2 separate regions of the Callithrix jacchus genome follow, and region 1 is linked to region 2. The links are chromatin contacts, called in public Hi-C maps. All regions are on one chromosome and are shown on one strand. Each heading gives the region's core, a stretch centred on a gene start, on an enhancer-like site or on the middle of the called end of the contact. The rest is flanking DNA. Distances are from core to core; before and after follow the strand shown.

Region 1 (6,027 bases), core at 40-2,539, 270 kb before region 2:
CTCTCTCCTGTCAGAAACAGACCCAGTAAGGCAGCATTAATACTTAGGAGTATATTAGTAGTTTCTTTTTAACTTTGGATGGAAATCTTATGAAATACAATTTATCCGGATTCCGGTGTCTGTAAAGCACAAGCCCACATCAGCAGTGCAAATGCCAGAGCTCTGTGTGTCTTCTGCTTTTCCATGTTTCAAGATAAAAACAAGTAAGTGTTAAACAAGCAAGTTAGAGCAAAGACTAAACTGTTATTAGTGTCACTATAGGAAACACATACACAAATGAATTTTAAACAAGCAAGTTAGAGCAAAGACTAAACTATTTTTCAGTTTTTGCATAGAAAACATACTAGGAAACCACTGTCACTTAAAAAGACCATCAAAGATATGCAACCGAAAATTGGAGGCAAATATAATCATAGACGTCTAGCAGTTTATGATTTCTGTGTGTGTGTTTCCACTTAAGTTATAATTTGATGTGATTTATTTTCTCATTCAAGACAAATGTTTTCATTTGTACCATGTTTAGCTGAGTGAGACAGGCGGGCTGCCCATAGCTCCCCGCTTGGGCACCAAGCCTTCAGGACACGGTTCCATCTGGCACCATCTGGCGCTGCTGTTTCTTGCTCCCCAGGTTGTGAGAGGCAAGGCTCTGTTTGCCTACCCGGACGTTTTGTGGCCTCGACTCTTTTGTCTTGTTTTCAGGACCTCACTGCTCAGGAACGCAGCAGAATACCTGTTGCTTCTCCCGTCCCCTGGGGGGGTTTCAGAGCTCCTAAATGACCAGCTTATGCTCTTCCTGGACTTTCATCCAATGCCTTGTTCTTGATCTCTGGCAAAGCTCACTTATGCCTTCATCCTCGTTCACTCCCTGCACACCAGTGACATCTCCCATATGCAAATTTGGCAAACTCATCACCTCCTATCATGGCCAAAGCATCCCAAGGGCTGAAGCCAGTCGGTCCCACATCCCTCCACCCCATCAGGACTCTGTCCTTTCTTGCAACTTCAAGCATGGCTGGTCCTGCCACCAGCATGTCCCTGGGTCCATTCTCAAGTGAGGTATTCCTGGGAGGTGTCATCTGAAGATCCTAAAGAGGGATGGGAAGTTTTCCTCAGCCGTTAGAATAGGTTGAATGACCTGTGCCAAAAAGGGACTGTTTGATTTGCAAATTTAATACTAAGACCTTCTTTTCTTATATGATAATCTGGTAGCAAGGCTGTGGGGAGAGGAGGAGACATATTCCCCCATGTAACACTGAGTGCTTTGTTTATCCAAAGAACTGACAATTGCTGGGAGGAGAAATTCACTTAGGTCAGTTTTCACGCTGCTTTACACACTTGGCCGGTGCCTCTGGGATCATTCCCCAAAGCTCGGTTGTTATTTTTCTGCATACTTAGTTCTGTTTTCGTCTCATATCTCCTTCCAGGCCACTTGGGCTGCCCACTTGGGATCCGCTCTTCTCGGCTTTTCAATTTCCTGTCTCTGTACATACAGTTCCTTGTAATTCCACAATGCAAACCTTAATCATTCCACCTGGCAAAGCTAGAGTCCAATCCCCCTCACAGCATACAAGAACCGCTCTTCCTTTCCAGGGATTCCCAATTGACACCAGCCTGATAAACATGACACTCATCCAGACCCCAAATGTAACCATTGTCTTACATTGGGATGTCTATGTCACTCAACTTGCATTCTCAAATATCAACTGCTAAGTCATATTTGAGCTTTATGTTCCAGAGTCCCCCAGGGCAAACCCCCAGGAAGTTATGAACTGCTCTTTCTTACTGAAAGATACAGTGGCTGGGACTGCACTTAGCAAGAAGGTTCTTCTGTAGTCAAGCATGGTCCCAGTGAGCAGTTAGACACACAGGGGCAGGAAAGATGTGGACCTGATTTATCAATCACCAGATAGTGGCATGGCAGTGCACAGAAGGGTTGTGGAAGATTCATGAGCTCAGGGTTTCAGAGGCAAGCTGAGAACAATGTGGTCTTCCTGCCTACACAGAACTGGATGAGGTTAGAATCCATTTGGAAAACGCATTCTCTTCACTGTGGAAGGGAAGGGTACACACTTGTAACACCTCTTGAATTGTTTTCTGTTTGTCCCCATGGAACATGAGAATGGTCAGGGCACAGTGGCTCATGCCTGTAATCCCAGCACTTTGGGAGGCCGAAGAGGGTGTATCCTCTGAGGTCAGGAGTTCAAGACCAGCCCACCCAAAATGGTGAAACCCTGTCTCTAGTGAAAATACAAAGAGTAGCTGGGAATGGTGATGTGTGCCTGTATTCTCAGCTACTCGGGAAGCTGAGGCAGGAGAATTGCTTGAACCTGGGAGGTGGCAGTTGCAGTGAGCCAAGATTGAGGCATTGCACCTCAGCCTGGGTGACAGAGTGAGACTCTGTCTCAAAAAAACAAATCAAAAAACAAACAAACAAACGAATCTGAGAATGGGTTGTCTTAAGTATTTTACAGAAGTGTAAATATAAGAGGAAAAATGAGGTTTGGAGCACCCTCAATGAGCACTTTGGCCCTGGTGTCAGTTTATATCACTAGCAAGAGAAGAGGAAATACAAAAGGTGGGAAACTCCGATGGCAGCCCCAGTGCAAGCTTTTATGGAGAAAATATTAGTGATACTTTGTACCATGGGAATGTGATAGGCAAACATCCTACTGGATGTGAATGTATTATTTGTTGTAGAAAACTGATAACCAAGAAACCACTTTCCAGTTTTAGTTGTACAAAGGCAGACGCTCAGGTCAAACTGATCTCCCAAGCAGTAATCACACCGATGGGCAAAGGGGTGCTCTGCAGAGTGCATGAGGCTCCGTCGCTCAAGGCGGACACAGGCGCAGTCTAACCACTGTGAAATCAGCATCAAAAAGAAGACAAGTAGATTTGCTTTAAACAGCACGCGCTGAATGTCAAGGATTTTAAAGTTGGTACTTCATTGCGAACTGTTCTGCGGGCTCAATGGACTGCAGTGTAGGAGATGACAGGTTCCCTAAGAACGCATGCATTGCATTTATTATCCCTCACAGATATTGGAAAATTGAAAGTGCAAATTAAAATCTTTAGTATAAATTGAAATTAATTTACCCTTTCACGTGCTGGATACCTGCATACTGATTGTTTATTGTGTAATAAGCCTGGGGCGAATTGTGCGGCCACCTCATCTAATCAGTAACCGAGTTTTCGTTACTTTAACTCCATCTCTCTTTTCCATGTATCTCCCATATGGTCTGACAATTCATACTTTTCATAGTTTGGACCTTCACGTTTTCTATTTTTTATTGCCACAGTTACTTCCTACTTGGAAGATATGTATTAAAAGCTGGACCATGCCTTCCCAAGACACGCACATACATGCATTCGCACACATGTTCCCACCCAGAAACACACACTTCTTTGCACACACTCATTCATCCTACATTCTCCCGATGAAAACAGATGTGAAGCTGCTAGATAAACACCTAACATCAGAGCATTGTCTGAGCGTTGGATTGGTTCCCTTTATGGCTCTTGTTGGATTCAGGACCAAGTTTCCTAGCTGGTCAGAGAAGGAGCCCGCCGGTCTCTAGTTTTGCGTCCCACCTCTCCTGGCTCACCCCTCCCTATGTCCTGCATTGTGGCATGTGCTCCTGCCTCACCTGTTCTCACCACTTCCCCACCTGTATCCCCTCCCTCGCAGTTTCTCTGTCAGACCAGGTTAGGGCTGGCTACAAAGACCGAGGCCAGTGACAGTGGCTTAGACAATGCAGAATCCATTATTCTCTCATAAAAATGGAGATCGGCACCTTTTCTGTAGTTCTAGCTGGATTTTCAGAGAGAATAAACTGAGCTCCAGCTCAGAATTTGACCTGGAAGCTGTCAGAACTTCCTTATACTCATTCTCCCCTTGTCGGTCTTTGAAAGAATCAGGGCTGTGATATCACCCTAATGGTATTGCAGAGAAAGAAGCAGGCAGCCTCATGAGGCTTTTTTGTTTGCTGCCTGTTTCTTCTGCTTGGAATTTCATAAAGGGAAAAGGAAAGGCCCCTGGTGAACAAGGCATGGAGAAGAATCCCTGCAAATGAAGAGAAGAGAGAGGACAGGACTGCAAGCCCACTTTAGGGTCTCCAGGCTGGGAGCCAGTCAGGGAGACAATATCTGGGTGGGGTGGCCAGAGGAGATGGGGTGGGCAGGGTGGCACTACAGCAGGCAGCCTGTGCCATCACCTGTACCTGGGCATGCAAAAGCACCGTTCACTCTGCAGAGGTGCACATTCCCCTGCACATGGAGAGCAATGTCCATGCCCCTGAGAGGCAAGCATATTCCCATACATGACTCAGGAGGGGTGCTGGCCCACCCACACTGCCCCATGGTCAAAGGAAAAGGTCCCTGAAAATCATAAGGGCAGATGTGCTTGATGAAGACACATGGCCTTCCCATGGGGCTTCAGGGAACTGAGGTCTTCTCCTCTTGTGGCTGCCCCCCCTCATGCCCATCAGAGTCCTCCACAGGAGCCTGGACATCAGCTGATGGAGGAGAGTGTGCAGATGACCACACAGGAAGTTCCATGAGCCACGCTGTGAAGCAGCCAGCCCTCTGCTGACCATGCCCCTGTCCCCACCATCACCCTGCAGACAGGACCCTAGAAAATGAAGATGGCAAATGGAGATGTTCAAAGAAATGTGTAGAATGAAGCAACAGAAAAACTGTAACCTCTGAATGAAAAGACATTTGGGAGAAAGAGAAGCTAACAGAATAGCAAAAGAAATAGTAACAAAGAAAGATGGACGTCTTTAAATTAGATTAAAATCCATAGATCTTATTTTATTAAGAAAAATTGTATTAAGATAAACAATTTTGCTGACCTATTTAAGCTACGCTTCACAGATTAACCTATTTGATAAAAAACTACTTGGAGCCAAATCAAGGCTCTAGATATTTGCAAGTGAGTTCTCATGTATGTGGGCAGAGCAAATGCACGAAAACATGGACTAGAATGATTCCTTCCTGCAATCATTGTATTTTAACTTCTCCAGAATGCTGACAGAGCATTTCAGAATTGGGCAATTTAAAAGGATACATGGATTTTGCCCATTTCTTAATGATGCTTAAAATGATACAGAAAATGATGCAAAATCACTGGAAAGGCATACACACGTGAGCCCAGGCGGAGGGAAGCATAAAGTCTCCTGGCAGCCTGCACTGTGTTTAGTCATTGTGACCCTGCTGCCTTTGTCCACTAGGATGGCTTGAGTGGCTTGGGGCCACCACACATGTGGTTTGAGTTGTCTCCCACTGGGGGTGATGGATTTGAACTGATCCAGCCACGGTCTCCCACCCAGTCCCCCTTGTGGCCAAAGGCATGTGTTTGTGAGAGAGCTGGATATTGTCAGGAGTGAAAGGGGTGATCACGAAGCAGAGCAAAATACAAAAACAGTCAGCGCAGCAGCGATTCCCAAGACCCTGGCCTTGTCCGTGGTGTGTTCTAACCAACCGTGCTAGGGCCTCTTTTGCCTGGAGCCTGAGTAAAGAGGCCACCACACAGGCCATTGGCAAGGTGACAACTGCAGCCACAAAGGCCTGCTGTTGCTGTAGAGAGACACAGCAAAACATATTCTCAGGGAAATGAGGGCTGCAGCTGAACGGGAAAGGAAAGTCAAACTTCGCTGCCGCATAACCCTGAAATTAACACTAAGTTCCCGTAAACGTGACTTTCTGAAGCTTATTCAGCTTTCGCTGATTTCTCAGGGCACTAAAGGCAGAAAAAGATCCATACCTTTGTTTGAAGTAACCCTATTCCAAACATTTCCGTACAATGGAAATTGTGTCTTCTTCTTGAAATAAAGGTGATAAATCTGTCAGAAAGTAACTCCACAAAAATCGCCAACCAAGTGGAATCCAGAATCTGCATAAAGTATACATATTTTTAACTATGTCAAACAAGATTTAAAAACAGCTTGACATTTCCTAAATATATTCAAAGAAATCGTAATTTTGGCCCGAAGGGAGCAGATGGCTGCAAACACTGTAGGAACTTAG
Region 2 (5,933 bases), core at 620-3,119:
TTCACAGTGAAGAGACTCAGGAAGCACTGTTCTGCTCTCACTCTTTGTAAGCACATCCTAAGAGTGAATCCTTTTATATCAGCCATTTTTCTTTTATTCCATCTGTGTGAACTTATAGAAGAAGGCCCCTGGGTATCTCCATGAGAACATCAGACTGGAAAAATCTCACTCCCTTTCATGTTACACTGGGCATAGAAGTACGCAGAGATCCCCGTATATCAAGCGTGCAGTGGACTCAGGGCAAGGGAAATCTGCCGGCAGGCAGGAGATTTTGGAGACTTCCAGGCACTGCCCAACTCCCCTTCCAGGTAAGTGTAAGCTCCGTGAGGTGTAAGCTGAGGCAGACACTTGTTAGGCGTTGGCAGAAGGGAAGGGTGCCAGGTGTTTTAACGTCCTGCAATACCAGCCTAAAAATAGTAAAAAAAAAAAAAAAAAAAAAAAGTTTCACTTTTGAAGAATTATTTCAAATAAATGAATAAGAGAGGGGCGTGTGTCGCTATGGAATGGGGATGACCCACACACAGCCAGGCGGTTCTGCTGCCCCTGCCTGGGGTCTGGCGCTTCAGGACAGCCCTAGCAGGAGGCTTGCTGGGAGCTCTCCCTGAGGACCCACAGGCTGCCACAGGACAGGCTGGGCAAAAAAGCCAGATGCCAGGACACCATTTCCCCCATTCATCCCCCTCTCCAAAGTGTGCAAAAGAGGCAATGTCCTGCTAAGCCTTCTATGAGGGACACTGGAGCCAAAGGGCGGCGAAAGGCCCAGAACCCCCTAGAAGGTGAGGGGTGGGAGAGGAGCCAGGGAAGGGGAGCGCACACGCACACACGTGTGCAAACACGCACTCCCACGCGCGCAGTCCTGAGGGCGCACAGCATGTCCTCGCGCACATGCAGCCAGGTGGTGGTGTACACCCGGGCACACCCAGGCACAGGTCCATCCTTGCTTCACACACCCCATCTAGCTACTCAGAACTCTGGCCAGGAGAGTGACCAAACACCTGCTACCTCCTTGCCCCCTTGTCCACTCAGCATCTCGATCGACCCCAGAGGCGGCCGAGGCTCCGGCCCCTCCGCAGCCCCGAGACCTCCCTAAGGATTGCACCCAGCAGCCAGTCACCGGCACCCGCGGCCTGGCCAGTCGAGGGCGTCCGTGACCCCGGGACCAGGAGCGCCTCCACCACCCGGGGCAGACCTCGCGGGGAAGAACTTCCTCTTCGGCTGCCTGGTCTCCCATCGCTCTGCAAACTCCAGAGCGACGCACACGCTGTTAGAAGCAGGTCCGCGGCTCCCTCAGGTCCGAGCGCCCCGTTTTCGCACCCAGTGTCCCCACAGCTGTGCCCTGGCGCAGCGACACCGCCCCGCCGCGCTCCGCGGGCTGCAGGTGTCCTGGCCTCTGGCGGCGCCGGTGCGGCCCCCGGGGTGGGAGCCCGCGGAGCGACTGCAGCAGCCGGAGCCCTGCCGAGTCCCAGCCCCGGGGCAGGGCAGGAGCGCGCACCGGCCGGAGGTCCACCCCGTGCACCGCCAGCGCGGGGGCCGGTCCCCTCTCCAGCCGCTTGGTCCCCGCACACCCAGCGGGGCCCGGACTGCGGGCCGGGGGCAGCTCCATCCTCCCGCGTCCTCCTCCCGCTGCTCAGCCGCGGTCCACGCCTCCCCTTTGCTCCCCGCCCGCCTCCGCCCCAGCGCCCCGCAGCCCTCGCCTCCTCCCCTCCGCTCTTTGTCCCTGTCCTCTCCCCTCCTCGGTCCTCTGACCCCCGCTGCCCTCGCCTCCTCCCCTCACCTCTCCCTTGCCCGCCCCCCGTCGGCTCTCCCACGGCTCCCGCCGCCCCCGCCGCCGCGGCTACCACTCCGCCCCCCGCGCCGCGCGGAGCCCCAGTAATAACCCCAGCGCGGCGCAGAGTCGCTGTGGGGAATCCTCCCGCGCTCTGACGGGGTCCAGTACTCCCTGCCCGCTCGCACGCTGCCGGCCGGGGACCCTCCGGAGGCCCCCAGCCCCTCTGAGCGCCCCTGGATGAAGCCCCGCGAGTGCGGATGGCGAGGCTGCGCGGCGCTGTGGCTGCTGCTGGCGCAGGTGGCCGAGCAGGTGAGTCCCGGGCGCTCCCCGCGGCGCGCGGAAACCGCGCTTCCCCACAGCTGGAGGCGAGTCCCCCGCGGCTTCTCTCCCGCGACCCCGCCGTCTCACTGCCGTGTCGCCGCTGTTTTCCGCAGGCACCTGCGTGCGCCCCGGGACCCACAGCGGCAGCGCCAGGGAGCCCGAGCGTCCCGCATCCTCCCTCTTCCGCGGAGCTGCCGGGCTGGATGGAAAAGGGCGGTAAGTCCGCGAGATGGGAGCTCCTAATCCTTGCCATTTAGCGGCTCGTAATCCCCGTGCCGCTGGTTTATTAGGTGCTATGAATGTTCATGGCTCCGTGGAACCCTACTTTCAAGATGCTGCTGTGCACTTTTTTTTTAACTGTTTGAGCGACCACCGATGAGTGGACTTCCACCAATATTTATATTTTATTTCCTGGCTAAACGGTTTGCCAGCGTTATGATGTAACATTAGGAAAAATGTGAGGAAATTCATTGTATTTTATTCTAAAGAACTTAGGAAGAATCTAAAGCTATTCATGTTTGCATGAAAGCCGTCATGAAGAGCAAATCTCTCCCTTTTCCATTCCCTCCTACCTCCTCCGATCCTCCTCCCCCACCCTTTCTCCGCCTCCTCCTCCTCCGCCTTCTTTATAAATTGGGGTATTTCTGTACCCTTGCTTATTCTCAGTGAAGGAAATAAAGAAAAGTACATCTTTTTTCAGTGCTTAGCATTTCAATACTAAAGTTAATGCTCCAAGAATCAGGGCGTACTTCAAACATAATAGTGCCTGAACCCGCTGAGCTTATCGTGACACCGGCAGCAATGTTCGTGCCCTGGGCCATGATTGGACATGAGGGCAAGTCTTACTCTTTTTCAGTGCATGCTTTTACTTCTGCCACTTACAAGTGACATTTGCAAATTTTGCTGTCTTACGGGAATGCAGCTCTGTGTCTTCATACTGCATCCGGTGAATGAGAAAGCAGGTGTGTCACATTGGTTGCTAGGTGGATTTTTAACATGAACCTATCCAATGACAGTTAACAAATATTACCTTGCATTGTTACCAGTAGTAAGTTGCCGTATAAAATGTTAATAGTAGTTGACTTTTAGGAAGAACTACGTTTGATTCTCTCAATAAATTTCCAGGAGATCTAGAAAATTAAAGAGTCAATAAATCAGAATTTCTCAGTATAGTTATTTTAATTTGATAAAATAACATAACGCAAGAATTTATGCATTAACTTTTGAAATTCTTCACTACCAAATGAGGATACAAATAGTATGTAGGGTGACCAACATCAGATTGACGCTCCCCATAGGACCTTTTTTAGAACCACCAGAGGGCGCTAACTGCAAATGATATAAAATGTCTAAAAAATAATTATGGTGTATTTACAAGAGAAAGTTAATTATCTGTCTATTTACAGCCTATCTTCTTGTGGTTATCCTTGTCTCGTTTAGTGTTTTGCTTACAATACTAAAAGTTAATTCTTACAATTTTAAAAGTTAATTCTAATTCACCTTTTTACGTAAGATTTTTGTAAAAAAATTTCTAGTTCCCTAAAATCATGAAAATTCCAGAGGGACTCAGATTTCCAGAACAGTTTATGGCATTATGAAGTCTTATTTAAGAGGAGCACATTATAGACAGAGAAGAAGGAAGAAGAAAAGCCGGGCTCCCTGCCTAAGTGTGCTTTTCCCCTGGAGCGATTCCATCCACTTCAGAACCTTCTCTGTGAGTGGGGTGCCCGTGCGCTACTCTGAACACCTGGCATCTCAGCTGTTGTCACAGCCCAGTCTCCATGAAAACCACTTACCTGGCTTGGTGAGAATTTGAAGGGGAAGAGGCGAACCTTCCTCAGTGAAGTTCTAGCCAGTGGACACAGCATACTCTCCTCTCCTACCTTCTATGCACTTTAGCTCCTTAATTATAAAAAGCTAACGTGTGAGACTGAGCATCCATGATAAGCTTCTATACCACCAGAGAAAAGACACCACTCAAAAGTGTTACCTGTTTCCCTCTGAACTGGAGCAGAGGAGCTAGAAGACACTTGGTGACTGCTGGGGTCAACTTACTTTCGCCTGTCAAGGTATTCATTAGACAAGATGGTTCTGAAATAACTAATTGGGAGCCATACATTTAGTTTAAAGTAGCACATGATTCAAACTATTATTGCAAATTGTTGGTGTCTGAAGTAATTACAAAATAGCAAAGAGAACAAACCTGGACATGCCATACTATCTGACTTCAAACCATAGTACAAGCCTACAATAACCAAAACAGCATGGCACTGGTACCAAAACACATATATAAACCAATGAACAAAACAGAGGCCTCAGAAATAACACCTCACATCTACAACCATCTGATCTTTGACAAACCAGACCAAAAAAAAAAAAAAAAGGAATGAAGAAAGGATTTCCTATTTAATAAATGGTGTTGGGAAAACTGATTAGCCATAGAAAGCTATGCAGAAAACTGAAACTTGACCCCTTCTTTATACCTTATACAAAATTTAACTCAAGCTGGATTAAAGATTTAAATGTAAGACCTGAAACCAAAAGCAATTGCAACAAAAGCCAAACTGACAAATGGGATCTAATTAAAGAGCTTCTACACAACAAAAGAAACTAGCATCAGAGTTTCTACACAGCAAAAGAAACTAGCAGGCAGCCTACAGAATGGGAGAAAAATTTGGTAATCTATCCATATGATAAAGGGCTAATATGCAGAATCTAGGAACTTAAACAAATTTACAAGGAAAAAACAACTTCATCAAAAAGTGGGTGAAGAATATGAACAGACACTTTTCAAAAGAGACATTTGTGCAGCCAACAAACAGATGAAAAAAGCTCATCATCACTGGTCATTAGAGAAATGCAAATAAAAACCACAGTGAGAAACTGTCTCATGCCAGTTAGAATGGTGATCATTAAAAAGTCAGGAAACAACAGATGCTGGAGAGGATGTGGAGAAATAGGAACGCTTTTACACTGTTGGTGAGTGTGTAAATTAGTTCAACCATTGTGGAAGAGACTGCGGCAATTCCTCAAGGATCTAGAAATAGAAATTTTATTTGGCCCAGCAATCCCATTACTGGGTATATATCCAAAGGATCATAAGTCATTCTACTATAAAGACACATGCACACGTATGTTTATTGCAGCACTATTTACAACAGCAAAGACTTGGAACCAACCCAAATGCCTAGCAATGATAGACTGGATAAAGAGAATGTGGCACATATATACCATGGAATACTATGCAGCCATAAAAAAGGATGAGTTGTTGTTCCTTGCAGGGACATGGATGAAGCTGGAAACCATCATTCTCAGCAAACTCACACAGAAACAGAAAAACAAACACCACGTTTTCTCACTCATAAGTGGGTGTTGAACAATGAGAGCATGTGGGCATAGGGAGGGGAACATCACACACCAGGGCCTGTTGTGGGGGTGATGTGGGGAGGGATAGCATTAGGAGAAATACCTAATACAGATGACAGAGTGATGGATGCAGCCAACCACCATGGCACATGTACAGCTGTGTAACAAACCTGCTCATTCTGCACATGCGCCCCAGAACTTAAAGTATAATTTAAAAAAAATCACATGCTCATTAGTGAGCATAACAACAACCAGAGTACATGAAACAGAACTGTGACAGTTTCTGTCCCCAGCCCCCTCTGCCCTTGCTATCATTTGCCTTCTGCATTTTGTCCAGATAATCTACAAGGATTTATTTATTGCCTTGTGTTCCTTACAGGTTATTTTTTCTTTTAAAAGGTCACCTGGGCTTCAGAGCTTACAACCTACTTTGAAAGCTTACTATATTATGAACTTTGCCTCATGTGGTGAAATAATC

Evidence for each region. A called contact is a pair of places that touch in the nucleus more often than the background predicts.
Region 1: a contact with region 2 is called in a Hi-C map of induced pluripotent stem cells, with 3 times the contacts expected there. The contact joins the enhancer-like site here to the promoter of ADAMTS16 in region 2. A contact is called at or near these places in 2 of 3 Hi-C or Micro-C datasets (induced pluripotent stem cells and skeletal muscle).

What each region holds. Positions count from the first base shown.
Region 1 is chr2:201,017,758-201,023,784 of calJac240_pri, reverse strand. All of the region lies in intron 2 of LOC128931407, which reads right to left. Among named protein-coding and RNA genes, the nearest start is that of ADAMTS16, 270 kb to the right of the region's middle. Within about 2 kb of position 1,289, at least 3 of the 16 cell types and tissues checked have an H3K27ac peak or open chromatin away from gene starts, as enhancers often do.
Region 2 is chr2:200,749,116-200,755,048 of calJac240_pri, reverse strand. ADAMTS16 (ADAM metallopeptidase with thrombospondin type 1 motif 16) reads left to right here and starts at 1,869. Exons shown (of 22, transcript XM_035291797.3): 1 at 1,869-2,077. The coding sequence starts at 2,026. LOC144581629 reads right to left here and starts at 1,993. Exons shown (of 2, transcript XR_013532698.1): 1 at 1,878-1,993; 2 at 1-407.